2 separate regions of the Canis lupus genome follow, and region 2 is linked to region 1. A link is a contact called in public Hi-C data. All regions are on one chromosome and are shown on one strand. The core of a region is the stretch at or near the end of the contact, and the rest is flanking DNA. Distances in the headings are between cores, read along the strand shown. Region 1 has its middle 54 kb from the start of SLC5A3. Region 2 has its middle 120 kb from the start of SLC5A3.

Region 1 (3,191 bases), core at 399-2,898:
TGATTTGAATCCGGAGGTTGGTACGTGAAAGCCAATTTTTTTAGCTGGCTAACGAGTGAACTCGATGCCCTCCAAGAACCCATATCGCATTGTGGTACTGTTGGTATTATGTATTTGTTGCTCTTACATTAAATAGGGAGGAAATGTATATCCTGGTAGTATTCCTAGATATCAGGATGGTTCTGGTGATTATTGTGGTCTTGGTCACAAGGAGTTTTCAGTTGAATCAGGGACTTGACTGCATGTTGCTCACGTAGGAACCAGCCAAAGAGGTATAAGAGCCTAGCACAGCTGGGCTTACCTGGCCTGGCTGATAAGCGTCTGTGGCAGTTACTTCCCATCTTGTTGGGTGATTGCCTTTATCACTCTGCATCCTCACCACCTTCCTCCAAATGCATGCTAAGGGGGCCCAAAATAAAGATGTGTAGAAAAGTGGATAGATAGGAGAGATACTGCTGCCTCACAGTTATCTGGGGAGCCTCCCCAGAGGGAGTGTTAGGACCTGGTATTTATTATTATATCAATCTCTGACCAGTCTATGCCAAAAAATCAAGTACACTTGTTATATTCCAAATACTTGTTAAGGTGTACCCCAGGTGATGTGAAATTAGACCAAAAAGGAATTAACCAGATGCCCCTGTTGCTCCTTGGGCCATGCTGGGGTGGTTAGGAAGTTTGGGTCTTCTGGACCAGATTTCTAGATGGAGGCTCTGGCCTCACTCACCACCTGTTGTTTCCAGGCAGTGTCTGGAAGCGGTTGAAGCATGACTCAGAGTTGGGGAAGAAGGGGGTGGGGGCAGGTTTTAAAAGTTCCGAAATTCATTCTCAGCTCTGGATTTGCTTTGGTTTCCTGGGGGCCCATAGATTTTTCTCTACTTTGTACCTTCAGATGTTCACCTTCATTCTTTCATCAGCTCTGAGAAAGGGAAGGTTGGTGTTGTAGAAGATTCCTACTGTATTTCTCAGTCTAAAAGGTGATGGTGTCACATATGCAGAGGGGAGCAGTAGGAGTAGATGCTCCTTTAAACCCTTGCTAGAAAGGGATGGGTATTTTGAGTCGTGGTGTCAGTCACCCTCTGCCAGAACCATTCCAGTGTCAGACTTCAGGGCTGCAATTACTAGTATAAGGCTCTCTTTCCACTAGATGGGGCTGGATTGAGACTGAATGGGCTTTCTGCTGGAGGAGAGAGAACTGTAGAAGAGACTGTGGTCCATATTTCAGCGTTGGGCTTGTGTGTGTTTGTAAAACAATGCCCCTGTTGGGCTTTGACCGTTGTTACAAGGTCTGATTTTGCTGCTCTGAGATAGGACTTACCCCAGAAGGCGTGCCTAAAGGAATTCTTAGGAAGTGAAGGAGGCTTTTCTTGACTGTCGTCCCTTCTTTCTCCATTCTCATCTGTATTAAAATGTAAATAGGTGCTTATAAGATCTGCTGGCCTACATATAAGATACCCGTCTATTTACGGGTAAGCAGAATGATAAAAATAACTGACTCTATGGTGAATCAGTGGAATTTTACTGACTCTCTCCCCAAATGTGTCTGCAGCTTACTCCAAGAGACCTGGCACCCTCTCTAGAGGAGATTGATTCTTCTCTGTAGTTTTCCTGTTAGCTAACATTTCCATGTTCTCGTGCTTTCCTGCCAGCATTAAGTCCAGGCCAGCATCCTGACCCCATTCTTGTGTGAAGGTGCTGCACAACCGGGTTTCAAGGCAGAGCTGCTGCGGCCTTGGGGGTTTCTTTTTTAGTGGCAGCTTCCTGAGATTTGTAAGGATTCTTCACTAGGTTTAGTGGTTTTAAAAATGCATGAGCCCCAACAGATATAAAAAGAAATAGGGCTTTTCCATGCAGAGGGTTCCTTGGTTTTTAGGTAAAGAATTCACTCTCAGTGAAGCCTGAATCGAGCAAGGTTTAACTGATCAAGCAAGGTTTAACAGTCTAGAAACTGGCATTCAGATAGATCTGTTTCCTATCCTCTGAGAGAGGCTTGAAGATGCTTCTTGGTTTCAAATCCCTCCCATCCCCCTTCTCCACCCCCCACCCACCGTGAGCCACTGAGCGTTTCAGTGGAAATTTCCACTTGTCTGCTAGGGGGAAGGGGAGGCTGTGAGTGTGCGACTGTGTCTGAGAGAAACAGAGACAAAGAATATAACTCAAATTCAGGCAAGCGCTTTTGCGGTAAACTTGTAAATAGCAGGGCTAAGACAAAAGTGAAATAAAAACCAATCACGACCTTTAAGCACTGCAAGAAGACACATATCTTCCCTCAACAACCTGGGGGTGGGAGGGAGGGGGGTGGGAGGTAGGGGTGGTGACAGCCTTAGCGGAATTCGGAATTTGAGACTAAGGGGAGTGAGTCTAGGGGCAGGACCCCAGAGGAGGAGTGGAAGGCTAGTGAGAGCTGCTGGCTCCCTGGGGAAGCTACTGCTGTGGATGGAGTGTTCCCAGTGGCCTGGTTTCCCAGGATTGGGCTCAGTCTGTCCTGGGGAAGCCATTCTCTGGGTCTTCTCAGATCCCTGGGGTTTTAGTCATGCTCATGGGGAGATGTGTAGTGTTGAGTCTCTTAAGAAATGCAGAGAAGGGTAACTCATCACCTGGAATGCCACACGGGCAGGCTCTGCCTATGAAATAGTTCCCTCCACCTTTTGAACACTGGAATCTGCAATGAGAATGGCATTAGTATATTGAACATTTTTTTGTACTTTATCTCCTTGCTTGGTACCTGTCGTCCCTCTACTTGCACTTCTGCGGAGTTGGTTCTGCATCAGTGTGAAGTGCTGTTCTGTAGAAAAGAGAGATGGCTTGGGTAAGACTGATTTCTGCCTTGAAGACCAAGTGTGATTTTGTAATTAGAACCACACAAGGGAAAACACACCTTTAAATGTAAACACTGCTGGGCTTTGTGTTTAAGGCGGTGGTGGTGCTGACATGGGCCTTGGCTACCTGGTGCCACTGAGCAGCACAGGACTGAAGGTGCTGGGAATATATAGATCATTACACTTTAGATTGCTAAACTGGATTTTCCAATATGATTTGTCCATTTACTGATTTAATTGTTGATTAGAGAATGGAAAACTGTTTGGAGAAATTTTTTTTTCCTAATTGGAAGGCCAGCTTTGAGGTATGTCTAGGCACTTGGAATTGTAGTCATAATTCTCAACTACTCTAGCTTAAATTGTGAGGATGGAGAT
Region 2 (3,091 bases), core at 205-2,704, 64 kb after region 1:
TTAGCCATTTGAAAGTGAGCATTTCAGCAGCATTTAGTACATCCACACTGTCATGTAACCACCACCTCTGTTTCTTTCCAAAACATTTTCATCACCCCCAAGAGAAAGCCCGTATTCATTTAAGCTGGTTACACCCCAGCCCCTGGAAACCACCAACCACTTCCTGTGTCTATAGATTCATCTCTACTGAATACGTCATATAAATGGAATCCTACAACATGTGGCCTTTTGTGTCTGCCTTCTTTCACCTAGGATCATGCTTTTGAGGTTCATCCATGTTGTAGGATGTTTCAGTACTGTTCCTTTTTTTTTTCCTAGTACTGTTCCTTTTTATGGCTGAGTAATATTCCGTGGTATGCATACCCACATTCTGTTTATGTATCTGTTCATCTTGGATGGCCACTTGGGGTTCCTCCACCATTGGGCTATGGTGAATAGCGCTGCTATGAACAGTTGTGTACTGAGTATCTGTTTTGAGCACCTGTTTCCAAGTTCTTCTAGGTGTATACCTGGTAGTGGATTTGGGTCATATGGTCATTTCTTTACTTCTTGAGGAACCGACCTGTGCCATTCTCAAAGCAGGGAATCTGAGGCTGAACGAAATGATGAATTGTCCAAGGTCAGGTGACTGCAGATGACAGAACCAGCGCTAGGACCCAGAAGCTCACACTGCTGTCTGCAGGTGAGGACACACCTGCAGACTGCAGGGAACATCATTCATTCACTCACCAAACATTCATCCAGAGCCAGAGCTTGGCTTTGTGGCAGATTTAGCGATAAGTTCCAGAAAGGAGCTTCCTAATGCCAGAAACTTCGGAAGCAAACAAAACAAGGGTAGTATTTTTAATCATAAGTCAACATGCCCAGCTCACACATAAATTCCATTAAGCCAACAGTCTGAGCACAGTGATGTTCTTCTCACATCTTGCTGCATGTTTTTATGCCAGTGTGGCGAGTTCATGCTGATCCTCCAAGAGCCCTGAGAGGTCTCCTCTCCCTTTTTCTGATTGTCTTTCACTGTCTGCATTTCTTGATTGACCCTGGGGACGGGCCATTGCATGCTCAAAGGCTTCAACACCAGGGTCTGGAAGGAAGACTTTAAAGGGAAGGGAAGGGGGTGGGGAACGGAGGGAGAGCTGGAGGGGGGCGCAGGCAGCAGGATTTAAGCACCCGGAATCTTATTTTCCTGTGGTTTCTAGGGGAATTTTCTTATGAAGAGGCAAATTCTCGTGTCTACCCCTGACCGTTCCCGGCTCACTGGAGCATTTTCTGTGTCGAAAGGTGACATCCAAAGGCTTCACTGAGCTGGCTTTGATAACAGGCTTGGGCTCCTCCTGGCTCCCCCCCCCCCCCCCCCCCCCGCCCCACTGCCCGGCCTCCCGTCCCTGGCCCCGCTGGCCTGATTAATCAGAACCCTGCCAAGCCCACTGAGGAGGGCTCCCTGGCTAATCTAATCGCCGTCCCCACGCGGGACAGACACCCCCGCTCGGCCAATGAGACGCGATTGTGCAAGCTCTGCAGGCCGGTGGAAATTTCCATGCGCCCGCGGCGGCTGCGGCGGCCCCTGGCGGCGTCGTGCGCTCCGCATTCCGCTGCGGTCCCCGAGCCGGTCCCCACGCCGGGTCCCCGAGCTGCGCGGCCCCGCTGCCAGGCGCTTCACCCGAGCCGCCGCGCAACAAGCTGGTGGCTTTTTCCCCCCCCCCTTGTTCTCCCCACCTCTCTGCAAGAAAAGCTTTCAATTCTGCAAATGCACGAAAAGCTGGCGATGCCCGCGCGTGACGGGGGGTGGGGGGCGGGGAGAGAGAGAGAGAGAGAGAGAGAGAGAGAGAGAGAGAGAGAGAGAGAGAAAGAGAGGAGAGCACGGTCCTCAGCTCCCGTCTGGCACAAGCAAGCTGTTAAGTCCTGCCTGGGTTTCTCCTCCAAGTTCCCGCACCGGGCTTTGCAACTCAGTGCGTGTAGGGAGAATGAATGAACTGGCCACCTTTCTAGATCTCTCCTTCCGAGGACTCTGGCGACCTTTTTGAGAAGTGGCCGGTGGGTCCTAGAGAGCGAAAGATGAGGAGTTAGCGAAGGTGTATTTCTAACGAAGGTGTGGAGGGAGATGGAGAGGGCACCCAGGACCCCAGGCAGTAAGATCAGTGCCATCGCCCAGAGCCGCACAGACAATTCCAAGGCCACAAAGAAGGGACATCTTGCTCAGCTGCCAGTGCGGAGGAGGAGGAGGAGGAGGAGGAGGAGGAGGAGGAGGAGGAGGAGGAGGAGGAGGAGATGCAGATCCCAGATAGGAGGAGAGGAGTTGGCCAGACAGAGAAGGGGGAGGCGCTGGGGAGCCTGTGTTCCAGCCCTGGAGTGAGGCTGCTGGGCAGCCGGCTGCATTTCCACGAAGCTGGGCTGTGTTACCAGATCCCTATCTGTCTTTACTCCAGGTGAATTATTGCATTAAATCCACGTTATTCGGGGGGATCCGGGCCTGTTTCTGCTCCTTGCAATGTGAAAGGACCGACCTAGTGAACAGAGTCCAAAAATTAGAATGCAACCTTGCGGGAGAGCTGGTTCTGCCAAAAGACAATCACAATGGCTTCTTCTGGGATTGGAAGCGGGGGAGGGGGACCATGCGCCCTGAGCTATCTGCGAGGAAGGAAAGGGGGAAAATACAGGTTTTTCTTCCTAAAGGAGAGTATGAAGCTTCAGGAAGATCCAGGGAACAGAAAGAAGGGGCCACCCCCCTTCCAAAAGCCTGAGATGGGTGAACCAAGCCAAACATAGGGAGATAGAAAAGGTGGATGCCCCAGTTCCGCTAGGGGCCAGCTAGAGGTCCTGGAAAATCTGACTTTAATGAGTTTTCACCTCTGTAAAATCAGGAGAATAACAATTCCTGAAACTAAACTAAAATGAAATGATATCTGTGAAACTGCTCGTGGAGAAATATGTGGAAATTTTTACCCACGTATGCAAACAATATATAATCTATGTCTTTTGAGTTGAACCAACTGTGACAGAGAGCCATGGCTAAACTAATAGAGCAGTGCCTATATTAATGTATTCAGTAAATATTTACTGAGCACCTAACATTTTATGGGCATTGTTCTAT

What was found. A called contact is a pair of places that touch in the nucleus more often than the background predicts.
Region 2: a contact with region 1 is called in a Hi-C map of amygdala, with 1.7 times the contacts expected there. The contact joins two enhancer-like sites. A contact is called at or near these places in 2 of 9 Hi-C or Micro-C datasets (amygdala and blood).

Annotation. Positions count from the first base shown.
Region 1 is chr31:29,247,748-29,250,938 of UU_Cfam_GSD_1.0, forward strand. No RefSeq gene overlaps it. Among named protein-coding and RNA genes, the nearest start is that of SLC5A3, 54 kb to the left of the region's middle. Within about 2 kb of position 1,649, at least 4 of the 20 cell types and tissues checked have an H3K27ac peak or open chromatin away from gene starts, as enhancers often do.
Region 2 is chr31:29,311,742-29,314,832 of UU_Cfam_GSD_1.0, forward strand. No RefSeq gene overlaps it. Among named protein-coding and RNA genes, the nearest start is that of SLC5A3, 120 kb to the left of the region's middle. Within about 2 kb of position 1,455, at least 10 of the 20 cell types and tissues checked have an H3K27ac peak or open chromatin away from gene starts, as enhancers often do.